Linked DNA regions of Zea mays: region 1 is linked to region 2. A link is a contact called in public Hi-C data. All regions are on one chromosome and are shown on one strand. The core of a region is the stretch at or near the end of the contact, and the rest is flanking DNA. Distances in the headings are between cores, read along the strand shown.

The links. Hi-C and Micro-C count contacts between places; a contact is called where the count stands out from the background.
Region 1: a Hi-C map of bundle sheath shows a contact between it and region 2, with 1.9 times the contacts expected there. The contact joins the promoter of LOC109943418 here to the promoter of LOC100281467 in region 2. A contact is called at or near these places in 3 of 25 Hi-C or Micro-C datasets (bundle sheath, ear and tassel).

The regions. Positions count from the first base shown.
Region 1 is chr1:52,303,361-52,310,307 of Zm-B73-REFERENCE-NAM-5.0, forward strand. It overlaps LOC109943418 (membrane steroid-binding protein 1), which reads left to right and starts at 5,343. Exons shown (of 2, transcript XM_020546355.3): 1 at 5,343-5,811. The coding sequence starts at 5,474.
Region 2 is chr1:52,041,366-52,047,936 of Zm-B73-REFERENCE-NAM-5.0, forward strand. LOC100281467 reads right to left here and starts at 5,242. Exons shown (of 15, transcript NM_001154385.2): 1 at 5,096-5,242; 2 at 3,914-4,157; 3 at 3,028-3,090; 4 at 2,861-2,932; 5 at 2,631-2,738; 6 at 2,454-2,534; 7 at 2,309-2,362; 8 at 2,092-2,217; 9 at 1,916-2,005; 10 at 1,573-1,695; 11 at 1,379-1,489; 12 at 1,137-1,250; 13 at 918-974; 14 at 748-822; 1 more. The coding sequence starts at 4,105. The coding sequence ends at 560.

The DNA of each region.
Region 1 (6,947 bases), core at 4,093-6,592, 260 kb after region 2:
TATATGTATAAAGAGACTTAGCAAACGAATTGCATACTATTGCAATGATTATATCAGGAATTTCACCTCTACTCACTTCTAGGATATAAGAGGTAAGTGCACGTATCAATATAAATAAGTCACTTTGATTGATGGTGTTCGATCGACTGGATCTTTATATTTGATAGAAACTTCCATAAAGGCTCACATATTGATCACCAAGCTGACGCCTTCAGGGTAGAATATGACATTTATTGTCTCACGATTGTGATCAATATAAGCATTCGCTCCCCCTGACGAAGACATCTGTCAAAGTCGTTATCCCTCATAACTCAAGCATATTCTTCAAGATATATGTCTCATTGTTCATCTAGAATAACGAGAATGGATGAGGTTGGGGTGCTATCATTTTCTATCTTACACCACAATTTATACATAGTTGTGCAAAGCAAGTAACATGTCCTTCAATAGGACTTAGGGGATAATATAGTTGCAATAGTACATATTCTAAATATGACACATCGCTCCAGGCGTTCATCCATTGCAACATCTATGATGGTATAACAAAAGTCCATCAAAAATCGTAATCCATCAGAGATTTTTCATCGATCAGATATATCGTTATAGTCTGTCATTCTAGCACAATGGGGATATTTTGCCAGTAACACCTAAGCCTTATAGGTTTCTGCCATCGGGCTTTAGAGGATACCGTAATTCCACATCTAGTGAAAATTACCATGAGTAAAACTCGTGGAATGCACATGTGCTTATTCGGTGAACTTCAAGTCCTTTGGTACCTCATCTTATTCCTTTTCGGGTCTGTATGGGTCTTTATCCCTTTATCGGGATTAACAAATTTTGGTGTTCAACTCAGACTTTATTTCTTCTAGAAAGGTTCCATCAGGGAACAGTAATCTCAACTAGTAGATATTCTCTCTACATAGGAGAGTGTTCATTCATCAGGAATGTATTATTCGGTAAGAGATTTATATGTTGCATATTTATAATTCAAAGATACGAGTCCTTCTAGGATCTCATGACGGATCTTCAGAATCCTATTAACTGCATATTTTAATTCATGCCATTTGCCAGATATATTACATAGCGGAACAGTGTTTATTCAACACGCATGTGGGATGGGTCTCTTACAAGACCACTTGAACCATCGCATTCACCACATATTATTTCAACAGTGCCCATAAATGTCCGAACTTCAAGCTCGTGACTTTCATTTTACGATTATTGGTTCAGCCTCGATTGCATTTATCAATGACCCGATAAGAGAGCTGCAAGCACTCATGCCTAGGACTTTGTTTTGGATCCCTTTGCAATCTAGAGAGGCAAGATAGGTGTCGACACATTTGTCTCCCACATTTAATAATGATCTTCGTCATTTCCCAAAAACAAAAGATTCATTGTTCCGTATTCCTAGCACAATGATATTGCGCGCATTGCTAAGAATTTCATCATCAAGATGAACCTCTTCATGAGGCAAATCACCATCAGGGTGAATTAATCAGAGGAGAGTTATCACAGACCACGTGAATCTGCAATCAGAACATATGCTTTGATTAAGGCCGATGGATCCTATCCGCAGGCGTCCCCGCAGAATAGATCAAATGCCAATAAGTCAAATGTGGATATGATATTAATCCCGGGTATATCCACATCTACATCAGGTAGAAGCATTCAAACCAATATGGTTAATCCTCAACGATTTCTGGCAAACTCCATATACACAGGAGTACACACCGAACGACAGGTTCAGTTTGGCTTGTGTGCGTTTAATAGAATATTGAGGCATTACACTATATGGGCATTCCTCCCCCTAATGCCGAGATGTTCTAAAAGCATACATATAAAATCCCCAACCACAATCATCCAGTTGTGGGCAATGTATGCTATTGTGGTGATTTATTTGGGAAATCTTACGCACATTACAGATAGGGGTTTTATGCAGTGAGCTTTGGACTTAGATTAATGTAGTGGCATGAATACTACATATTTGTCCTTCAACATGAAGGGTTAGTCTCAACATCCAGCGAGACACGCAACAACAAGTTGCTTCATGGTTACAATTCTGCAAACTTATTGTTATTACTACCAAATGCATAGTCAATCATTAAGATTTAGACCGATATGTGCAACACTATTTTATCCATAAGGGTCCTTCAGGGGCTCATGCATACCATTCGTCGTTTGGAGTCATTAGTTGACTTCAGATCAACAAGTAAAATGACCATCAGGGTCTAACACTCACAAAGACATTCACTGGTTGCATTGTGCTTTTAAGCACATAGGAAAAATGTGTGTGTTTATATTGGTAGTGAAGTGCACGACATCAGACCAATGCTGCCAAGCAAATATTTTTATATGCAGAGATGTATAGTCCAACTCGTTTTTATCACTGCCCATGGTTTACCCAATTACTCATACTGCTACGAAATTGGGTATCGATTTATGCAACTTTTTTAGGTATAATAATTTTGAGAGAGAACTTATAACAATAGTTAATTATTTGTGGTGTTGCCAGCAGGGCAAACATTTCTCCTCATATTATATACCAAATTGTTCTATATAGCATTATTTCGATCTCTTCATTGTTCAGCAAAAAGAGAAGCTTTGGAATAGAACAGACAAGGCCAAGAATTCATTTTATCTGGAAAAAAAATCACCATATAACTAGCTTTTGATGAAGTAAATGATGATAATTGCTTGGCAAGAACGAAACAATATTGGTATCTGCCTAGGATCCATCTTCAACACCAGATAGTACTGCTCTCGTACGAAGAAATCATTAGGAGTAGAGAGGATACAACAGGTCTCTACAAGATCTTCATATTTCTATCACAAATTATCATCACTAGTAGTCTAGTGGTCAAGACATATGACTCTTCTGGCTCCGAGGACCAAGAATATGTTAATGTCTAATTTAGCTTCAAGCTCTGTGGTGATGTGGGATTTCATAGTTATTTATCTACTCTTCTCACTTTTGGTAGATCGAAGGTAGATAATGGTAAGCATGCCAAAGGGTGGAATTCAGTGTAGTTCGGCTACATAAATCCCAGGTATGTGTCCATTCAGGACCGACCTTTACCATTTAGCTTACAATGTATACCAAACTTGTTAAAGGACCATCCCGAGTCAATTCAGTGACTATAAGTATTTACAATTCTGAGAGATGTATGCGACACAAGCATAGAGGTTCTAGATAGAACGAGTAAAGTGGTTCGACGGGAACACACTATGGTTTTCACATCAACATAGTGAAATTTTTCTCAAAATAACCTCTCGGTATACTCGCAACTTCGTGTTGCTTGCGGTTACATGTCCTTTTATCTCATAGTTTGCTTCATGTCATCCAGCAACAAAGAGAGCAATGTGCTAACATCTGGTTGAGCAATGTATGACTGAGATTTCTGATCTTAAATCATTTGGTAAGGTCTTTTTGCTTACTAATATAATCCCAATTTATGATATCTTCTATGCCAAAAAGGCTTTCATGCATTATGTTATATATCTTCGGGTTACTTCGGGTAAAACTTTATGCATGAGGAGAGAGGAGAGAATTAACTTATCCATGTTCTGTTGTATTTCAATTTAATTTCCCAGATTTTTTCAAGCACTATAGAGCTTGATACAGCTGTTATGGCCACTTGGCGATATATATAAATATATGATGCCACACAACACAAGCAAATAAAATATAGAGCTAAACAAAATTGTTTACGAAGGTTGCGCGTAATGTGACTTTAGGGGCTTGAACAACCCACCACAATCCACGCGGGTATAAGCTCTAGCGTATCTGGCGTCAACGCGTGAGCGGCCATCAGGGCCGCGACAACACAACAAGCCTTCGTAATAAGCGCAACAGGCACAATTATAGCTCGGTAATCGGGATACACGATAAGTCCACGCAACGTGCGCAACAGGCGCAATTGTGGCTCAATGATCACGGCAGACAGACAGTGCCTACAGGGCATGCGAAAAATACGCGACTCAGTGATGGCGGGTCGACTCAACGGAAGCTGTCCGAATGAACGAGAGTAATCACATGACGCAGCCAAGTTCGTACGACACAAATACTGTGTCGTGTTGCCAGGGCGCAGCCAATGCATAGCTGATGCCATAACTCAGCCGATTAATAACGTAGCCTGATCGGCGTGTCCGAGTACCCACTATACAATTTAATCGCTCATCGTGAGTTTAAAAGCTCAACACAATATAAATATTTAGAGCGATTTAAGAATGCATAATATAGCCTTCATATCTTTCTGCTAATTATTTACTACGGAAAATAAAAGCAGAAAAATAATACCAGATTTAATCCATAAACATAACACATCTGGTGTAAAAAAATGTTTTCATATTTAAGCATACATTTTTTTCTATTAACTATTTGTGACTAGAAATAATTAATTAAAGTATAAATCGCACACAAACCATGCTTGATTCTATTTATTATTTTTATTAGGAAAATAAGATAAAATAGCATAAAGCATGCATACAAACTAAAACATGTATAATGGAGAGATATTTTTTTTTCTTTCTCAGTCACCCGCAACCGCTTTGACAAAAAAAAACACTAGTGGCTTGCATGCCGTAATCCTCAACCCCTTTGACCAAAAAAAACGCTAGTGGCTTGCATGTGGTAATAGCACGTGCATGCCGTAACAGCCATGCAAGGAAACGTCAAAGCCCACAAGCAATCACGATCCCCTATTCTGGAGGAGGTGCCGGCATGCACGGCTCCCGGCCCTTGATTTTGGTAAGGCAACGGTGTGGCTCTAGGCCTTCAGGCGTTCTCGTGAACTGCAGCGCGGCATGTCGGCGCAAGAACTGAGACCAGTCGACCACCGAATGGTGCTCTGCTCCGACCAACAGCATGCACACGGGCTCGTAGGCGATATATGCGATGAACACTAAATTGCAGATCCACTCAAGATTTCATACCATGATTCCTGGTTCGATAAACGGGAACGAAGCCTGTCGCGTAGGACAGTTCGGCAAGGCCAAGAGACCTGCCGGCTTGACGAAGAGTTGATGCAGATCTGATTCGGTAGCAACGTCGAGGTAGAGCGTGCTGATAACGTATTGAGAACTACGTTACCACGGATCACCAGATCCGCTCCCTTCCCTCCCGTCAGCAGTAGAGACGCAAGAAGCTGTAGAGTACCCGTCTCCCTTCCCATAAGCATGACAGAGTAAACACACGAGACACAGGATATAGGGTTGGGCCTCTGGCCTCTTTCTCTTCTCTGTTCCATATGAGGGGTACAGGTTCTATATATAGAGACGTGATTGCCCTTAGGGCATATTCGGTATTTGCCCACATAACCCTTTATTAGGGTTTCTCAACACCTTCCACTTTCGTCGCCGGTTCTACGCGTGCGAAGTCACCGGGTCAACAGCAGCACCTACCCCGCGTCCCCGCCTCCTTCTACCTCCAAAACCCAAGTAGGCTTGCCCTCGCGGTCGCAGCTAGCGAACCCTAATGGAGATCGCTGAGGCCCTGCAGGCCTACACGGGCCTCACACCCGCGGCCGCCGCCACCATCCTCGCCCTCATGGTGGCCACCTACCTCCTCGTCTCCTCCCTCTTCGTCGCCCCCGCCCCCGCCCCCGCCCCACTTTCCAAGCCGCCCCAGCAGCAGCGCGAGGGGGAGAAGGCACAGGAGGAGGAGGAGGAAGAACCGATGCCTTTCGTGTATCCGGACCCCGTGGAGGTGGGCGAGCTCACGCTCGAGCAGCTCAGTGCGTATGACGGCAAGGACCCAGCCAAGCAGATCCTCATTGCCATCCGGGGCCAGGTCTACGACGTCTCCCGCGGGAGGTGAGGATTGCACTCCATTTTGCATCCCCCGATTTGTTAGATACGCTGCCCATCGAACAGAATCTGCTACTGTAACGTCATTTTGTTTCAAGCTGAAAATGTTTATAAGAATCGAATATGTAGTGCTAATTGCACAAACTAGTTATGAGGTGGCAATAGCTGATCTACGTAGTACGGTGAGATGGTCTGCATTGAAGTGAAGGTGAAGAGCTTGAGCGGTTGAGGCGCTGCGTCTAGTTAGTTGGTAGATTGTGATTTGCCAAACTAGTGACGCGGATGTTTCATTTGATCCAGACAAGGCTTTAGTTTGATATAAAAAGAACCATGAGGCCTGAGCTTATTAATTCAAATGTGGAGATGGTGCAGCCATACAACGATATTGGGTGTTACTTATACATCGTGTGCCAGAACACATGCTCAAATTGATAACTTGAAAAATGAGGTGCATATATTGTGTCAACGGTCAGTATTGTAGACTGTAGCTCTATTGTTGTTATGGAGTGACATACAGAGATGCACCAGTATCTAGGATTCTAGGTTAGATGTTTTATGTTTGGTGATAAATATGCACATGTATCTAGGTTAGATCCTTCATGTTTGATGTAAAATATTTTATCAGGTTCAGTATAGATATATTCTAAAATTAGCCAAGTTTTAAATCTGTTTCGTTAGTTTCCTTGATTGTAATACTCATAGTGGATAGATATTCCTAGCATCTCTCATGGAAGCTATCAGTTTAGAATCTAACCTAGAATGCAATGTTAGGGAGGGCAACACCTTGTTTACCTTCATTATAGAGAAATCGGAATTGTAAAACAAAAATAAGTTTTATGCTTACCTTGTCTGACTGAACTATTTCTGGTGGCTTTGTTGTCGTATAATGTTTTGATGAAATTTTCCTTTGAACTCTCATTGAAGCTTTCTTTTGGAATTACTGTGTCCAAACACCATCATATTTGGCTTACACTGCATTTCAATTCTGCTATGGTATCCCGGTGTGAAACTACCTTTCTTGTTTTCCCTCTTTATCTTCTGCAATACCAATATTTACACATCTGACTGCTCTATGCGTCTTGTTTCTTCAGTTCCATTTGTTTGCCCGTTGCTGTGTGGATGATATAATTTATCATGTGCCA
Region 2 (6,571 bases), core at 3,992-6,491:
GAAGGAAGAACATGTTTTTAGGCTGGTTTTAGTGTTCTTTTGGAGATGCTCGAATAAACATTCAGTTTCGCTGTGTCACACGACACCACGCAACGCAACCACCTGAATCCGCCCCTGCTAAAATTCAATTATCACGCAAAATAGCACAAAGAGGACAAAAGACCAAGTGTGCTCACCTCATACATCTAAGTAATAATGTTTATTGTGAAGTAATACATCATCGAACAAATTGAAGGGGGGCTAAGCTTGAAACCATGAACTAACAGCTGGTACTCCCTTACACCATCTGATGCATGTATCTACTTCGTTACTACACACACTACTACAGCCTTGATTGTGGTTTCCATTCCATCCAACCTCCCGACCATGAAACGAACTAAACACGCCAGTAAGCTCATCCACAACAGCCTCCAGGGCGGTTGTTTCACCGGGCTTACTACAAATAAACCAAAGAACTTGCTTGCAAAACCGACTCTGCAATGGACACGGGATCATCCGAAAGAGAAGCTATGTACAAAGGAAAACCGGCGCCGTCCAGTGGAAAGTTCAAAGGGCACTTTCATGCTGCCGCGCTGTTGCCGTCCACCTCGCCGTCGCACTTCCACACAACATCCTTCAGCTGGGTCGACAGGCTTCTGTAGAACTGTTTTACAATTACAATACAGTTTAATTTTGAGTATTAGTACAATGTGCCAATGTTAAATCATACAGAGAACCGTCGTGTGGCAGGATTAGTAGAGACCGTACCTTTTGGAACTCCAGAGTGTCCCCCTTCGCCTTCTTGAGCTCGACTACATGCAGGGATGGGGCTATTTGGAAAACCTAAGAGTTGGCATGCACAAACAGAAAGGAATTGAGTTATTCTCTTTCGATGCTTCAGCAATCTTGATTTTTGTCAAGTTGATGTTTTCAGCTACCTCAGTTGCAACATTCAGATTGCCCTTTCTACCTGCTTTCGGGTTCTCCATCCGCATCTGGAAAGAGCAGACACAGCACAGCCTTATTAGGATCTGAGGTATGTGGAAGATGGCAGCAAGAGTTCTACTTACTATCTAGATATTCAAGCCAAAATTTTACAACATAGGTCGAAAGCAACAAGAGGAATATTGTACATAACAAACTTCAGTAGGAAATACCTTGTATTTTTTCTTCTGAACATCAAAGCCAAGCGGCTTTGCAGCTTCTTCGATCTTTGTGATTATCTCTTTCGGGGGGCACTGTGAGGTGAATCTTGTCTCTCTTTTATACTCCTGCCATTTTTAACCAGAAATAAGATCATTGCAGATTTATACTTTTTATAGTGCATTTCAAATAACAGTAAGGTAATAAAATTTGGAAACCTAAAATTGGCCAAGAAGACAGGAGAGCTATGACTGACCTCCTTTGCTTCAAACAAATTCTCCAGATTCAGTGCCTGGTTTAGAGAAATCAGTTCGAATGCATTCATTGAGGTTGGCTGATCTTCAGTTTCCTCTTTCACATGCCGGTCCTGGTAAACGAATCAGTAAAACACAGTTACTCACTTAATTTCTACCACAGAAGGCTAAAGATTTATTGGTCCATCTGACTCACTTCTGAATCTCCAAAAGCAGCATCCACGTCATCCAAGCTAGTTTGATATTTCTCGTCAAAAACAGGAGGCTTGTACCCCTTTTTGAACCAAGGATGCTCCAGTATCTGAGAAATCGTGATTCTCTGGTAAACATCCAGGAAAATCGAAAAGCCAGGTAAGTTGAGATTCAAGAAATACTTGTCGGCAGTTGAAACTGAAATATTGATGTCAAGCCACATCCATATATGCTTATGTTTCATAGACACATAGTTGCCACTTGTCCATCATTCTTAGATTACATGTATGTTTAGCATATTGATGACCCATTTCAACAACTATGCTCAAAAGCTATATGATACTTACAGTTGTAGGATTGGGATCAAGAATTCTGGTAATCATGTTCTTGGCCCCAGCTGAAAACCAAGAGGGGCAGCTAAACTGAGCTTCTGAAATCTGTGATTGCAAAGGGGGTATTAAGATATGCTAAACAACCACAAAATCATGTTTTTTCTCTTTTCTCTATTTTTCAACATTGGTACCTTCTTGTATAGGGCGATGATGTTGTCATCCTCGAAAGGTAAATATCCAGCAAGAAGAACAAAGAGGATTACTCCGCAAGACCAAATATCTGCAGTTGCACCATCATAGCCTCCATCCTCGATCACCTACAATGATCCAACACAAATATTAGTTAGGTAACCTTGTTTGCAACCAAAACATGATTAATCTATAACAATCAAAAAAGAGGGAACGTACCTCAGGGGCAACATAATTGGGGGTTCCACATGTTGTATGAAGCAGACCATCAGCCTATAATAATACTTATAAGATTAAATGAAGCCAACAAGAGAACATGATGCAACAACTATACGAAGTTTATGGGAAGTGGTTCCAACTTTACCTTCACTTGCTCGGTTAAAGCACTTAAACCAAAGTCAGAAACTTTGAGATTTCCTGCAGCATCAAGCAGCAAATTCTCGAGCTGCAAATGCATGTTCAGCATAAATATGTCACTTGTCTGCACTACTGAACCCATAATATATTATAGAACAATCACAAAAGGTAACTTAGGCTTCACCTTCAAGTCTCTGTGATACACTCCCCTACTGTGGCAGTAATCAACAGCATTAATCAGTTGCTGGAAGTATTTACGTGCTTCGTCTTCCTTCAACCTTCCATTAGTAGCCTGGTTGTCATGTTTTTGCATAACAGCAGAATGAATTAATAAAAAAAACATGATCATCTAACTCGTGTTAGCAATGTCATGTACGACAAAGTGTTTCAAACAGCTGATATAGTTCCACTTACAATGATTTCGAAAAGCTCTCCGCCGGTAACATATTCCAGAACGATGAAAATTCTTGCTTTACTTCCCATCACCTGATGTAGAAAGCAAAATTTCATCCAAATAGTATCAGAGCATAGGCATGAGCAGAATATACATCATGAAGTGTGTGTAGTTTTTCGGATCTTACCTCAAACAGTCGAACAACATTAGGGTGCCTTACTAATTTCATGATACAAATTTCACGCTTAATCTGCATTGAATTTAGGATGATATCAGCACGAGATATGTCAAGTACGCAGCACCAATCTGTTTAAAAGACGCATACAGCAAAACACACTCCCGAGGAGTAAATTAAACAATACATGTATGCTTGCATCATGGTTATGATTTAGAAGTAAAGCAGAGGAATAATGAAGCCAACTACAGTGTAACTGAGGAAACGGACGCCTAACAGAGCACTGATGAAAACATATACTGAAGTGTGCAAACTGAAGCCAACTGGAAACAGTCATCCACACTGAAGTGTTCAATTTGCACAAAGTTCAGACTGCAACTGGAAACAGCACAAGGCACCAGGAGAACGAACATACTGAGTTGGTGCAGGTATGACTTGAACTGGAAGACCACCATGTGGATATATCTCGATGGCATGCAAATATGCAGGTATAGTATCGACGTATCGTTTCTTAATTGAAGTTACATCTTCCTATGCTCCCATGCTGTCACGGCAGCATCCAAGGAAGAAAATTCATTCTCCACCTCGTTCCTTTTGATAGAAAGATGTAAGTGACGGCAGTGAATTTTGATTTTTGACGAAAGGAAATCACATGGTCCAGCTAGTGACTGTTAGGAACGAGGACATGATTGGCTGCATGGCAAACTGAACTCCTTACCATTTTCGAAATCGAAAGTCACACAACACGGCTTCGACAGGGGAGCATAAAGGCTTTTAACCTCAATGTTTGTAGTTAACTAAAAGTTTGATCCATGCATCATGGTACTGACAGAAAATGGATATAACAAGAAGCTAGCCAGTGCATGGTCTCAGAAAGGAATAGTGGACGGATACTGACCTGCTCAACCAATCTGTGCCTCTTAACCTTCTCCTTGTCAAGGATTTTGATAGCAACAGGTTCCCCGTTTTCAGTGTTCTTAGCAAACCGGACCTTGGCGAAGGTCCCTTCCCCAATGGTGCGCCCGAGCTCGTACTTGCCGACGCGGCGCTTCACCTTCGGTGACAATGCAGCCCTCTTAGCCCGATACATCTTCCGACAGATGAAGGTTACTGTGAACCTTCAGGCTATTCTCTTCCAACACCTACAGTTGTTCAGTGAACCAGCCGTTGCGTTAGTTGTAAAACTACCCATTCATGTTCACTAAGCTGTAGTTACCCCCAAAAAGAAGTTCATCAAGCTGTGGTTGGAAAAAGGAGAATAAAACACCAGAGAAGGGAGAGAGGCGAGATGATATCATGTGATAGGTGACCGCACTTATATTATCTGAGTCGGTAGTCGGTTACACACCCTTTTGAAAGGGAGAAAAAAAAGAGCACATGAGTTTCGTTTGACTGAATCTGGTGGAAATTTCTGGGTAAAGAAACAGCAAATGGGACAGGAGACAGTAAATATTAAAAAAAATTACTCTCTCGCAAAAACAAAAACAAAAAAACTAGTACGCGAGATGAAAATGATTTAAAAAATGACCGGACATCTCTCCAAAGCAGAATGATTCAATCCAGCTAGTGCAATATGAAAGGTAGGTGAGAGACACACGTTCCCACAGATGGCTGAGACTTGTGCAGGCAGCGCATAAAGTCGTATAGGCAGAGGCAGCGGCACCAAGAAGCTTATAGTACATATTAAACAGCCAGCACTTGGTGACCAACTGTTAACGGATCAATCATAACCCAGGACCGAAGAAAGGCGTTGTACAGATGCGCGTCTGTACTGCTGAAAGAAACAGCAAGAGGGGAGAAGAGCCTGGCGTCGAGGGAAAGGTCACACAAACATACACACATACAGACGAGCAGGGAACGGTAAGCCCGCCAAAGGGAAATGCACATCTCTCATCACAGGACAAGCGAAACGAAAAATGCCGCAACGACGAGCGGCCTTGCAGCCCCGAAACCAAAGCCCACGGTCCGGGAATTGCGTCTCGAAAGAGGCAGATGCAGAGTTCGTGCAGCGCACAGCCAGAGCCAGCACAAGAACCAGATTCGGGGCGGGCGGGCGGGCCGAGGCACTGGATGCTCTCACCTTCCAGCGCTGAGCCCGAGCGCAGGCTGATCGGCGGCTGCTGCGACTGCGAGGAGCTCCGTCCGACGGCTGGGGGAGAAGCGAAGCGAGTCTACCAGGTTGATTGGATTGGAGGACGAGGAGGGTGTGTTGTGTGCTCGACGGGGGGAGAGACGAGGGTGGTGGGGTGGCGCTATAAAGGAAGCGGTGGTGTGATGCGCTGTGGCCTGTGGGCAAAGACGGCCAGGGCCAGGGCCAGGGACAGGGACCCCGCCACCAAAAGTTTGTTTGGTTGCAATTGCACAGCGTTGGCCACTTCACGCGACCCTTTTCAGGCCCCAAGGGCTGCATGGCCATGGCCCTGCACTGTACTGTGAATACACCTTCTCCCGGTCTCATAAAATTAGATATACATATATACTTCGTATAATATATACTGCTATATATTGAACAATTGCGTTGCATCAGGGATAACTGTGAATACAATTTCATGGAACAAGAGTAACACAGATTAGCTTATTCATTTATTAGAGTCAGGGCCGCGCCCGCGGATGGGAGTTCCAACGACGGAAGAAGCGACACAGACATTCTCTACTCAAGTATATATATTATTATAAAACCTAACTTCCCTTGGACCAAATATTTTTTTCACTGTGCTCCTCCAGAAAAATATATAGTCTCACTTGCTATCATGTTGTTCAGTCAAACCAATTGCATGCAGGTGGAACAGGGACACTGGAATTTCATACGTTATAATGCAGCACAAGAGAAGCGGCTGCTGATCACACCCACCTGTGACTGACGGTGTGCGCCCTTCCTTGGGCTGGTGGTGCCCTGTCTGTGCACGTCTGCCGAATTAAAATATAAGCGAAGGGCAGGAGGAGTGGAGGACCAAACAGCGATGTACTGCCAATAAATCCGGTGGACCCTACTCCCAGTCCCAGCGTTGGGTTGTTGGCTTGGCTGCACCCTGACCCTGCACGGACTGAGTGAGCAATCACACAACACAACCACCAGGATTTCGGGACGTTCTCCTTTTTCTGCAAATGCTCAGAATGATCACTGCTGCGGTGTGTCGCCTCGGTCGGTTTTGTGTGTGTGTGTGTGTAGGACAGCCAGTCGATTGGTCGCTTTGATTGGATTGGACGGGGAGGAGGAGTTCGACTCCTTCTGGGGAAAAGGATTATTACGTGCGCCAACTGGATCGATCTGACCCGACACCCGAGCGAGCGTGGATGCTCCTCTTCCATCGGCGGCGGATATCCGACCAGTGTTCTGCTGAATGACAGCAAGCCAGTGCTAGCTAACATTCCAACTCTGGACTAATCGAGATCTAAAGAATCTAAAAAAATAGCAAGAAGATATATTAATCTGTATCCCCTCCGGATCTAAAGTTTATAGGTATTCTGAGGCATCCACTCTCTCTTTCCTTCTTGAGCACGTACAACCTCATTTGATATACGGGCATAAACGAACTATTTGACTTTCTATACATAT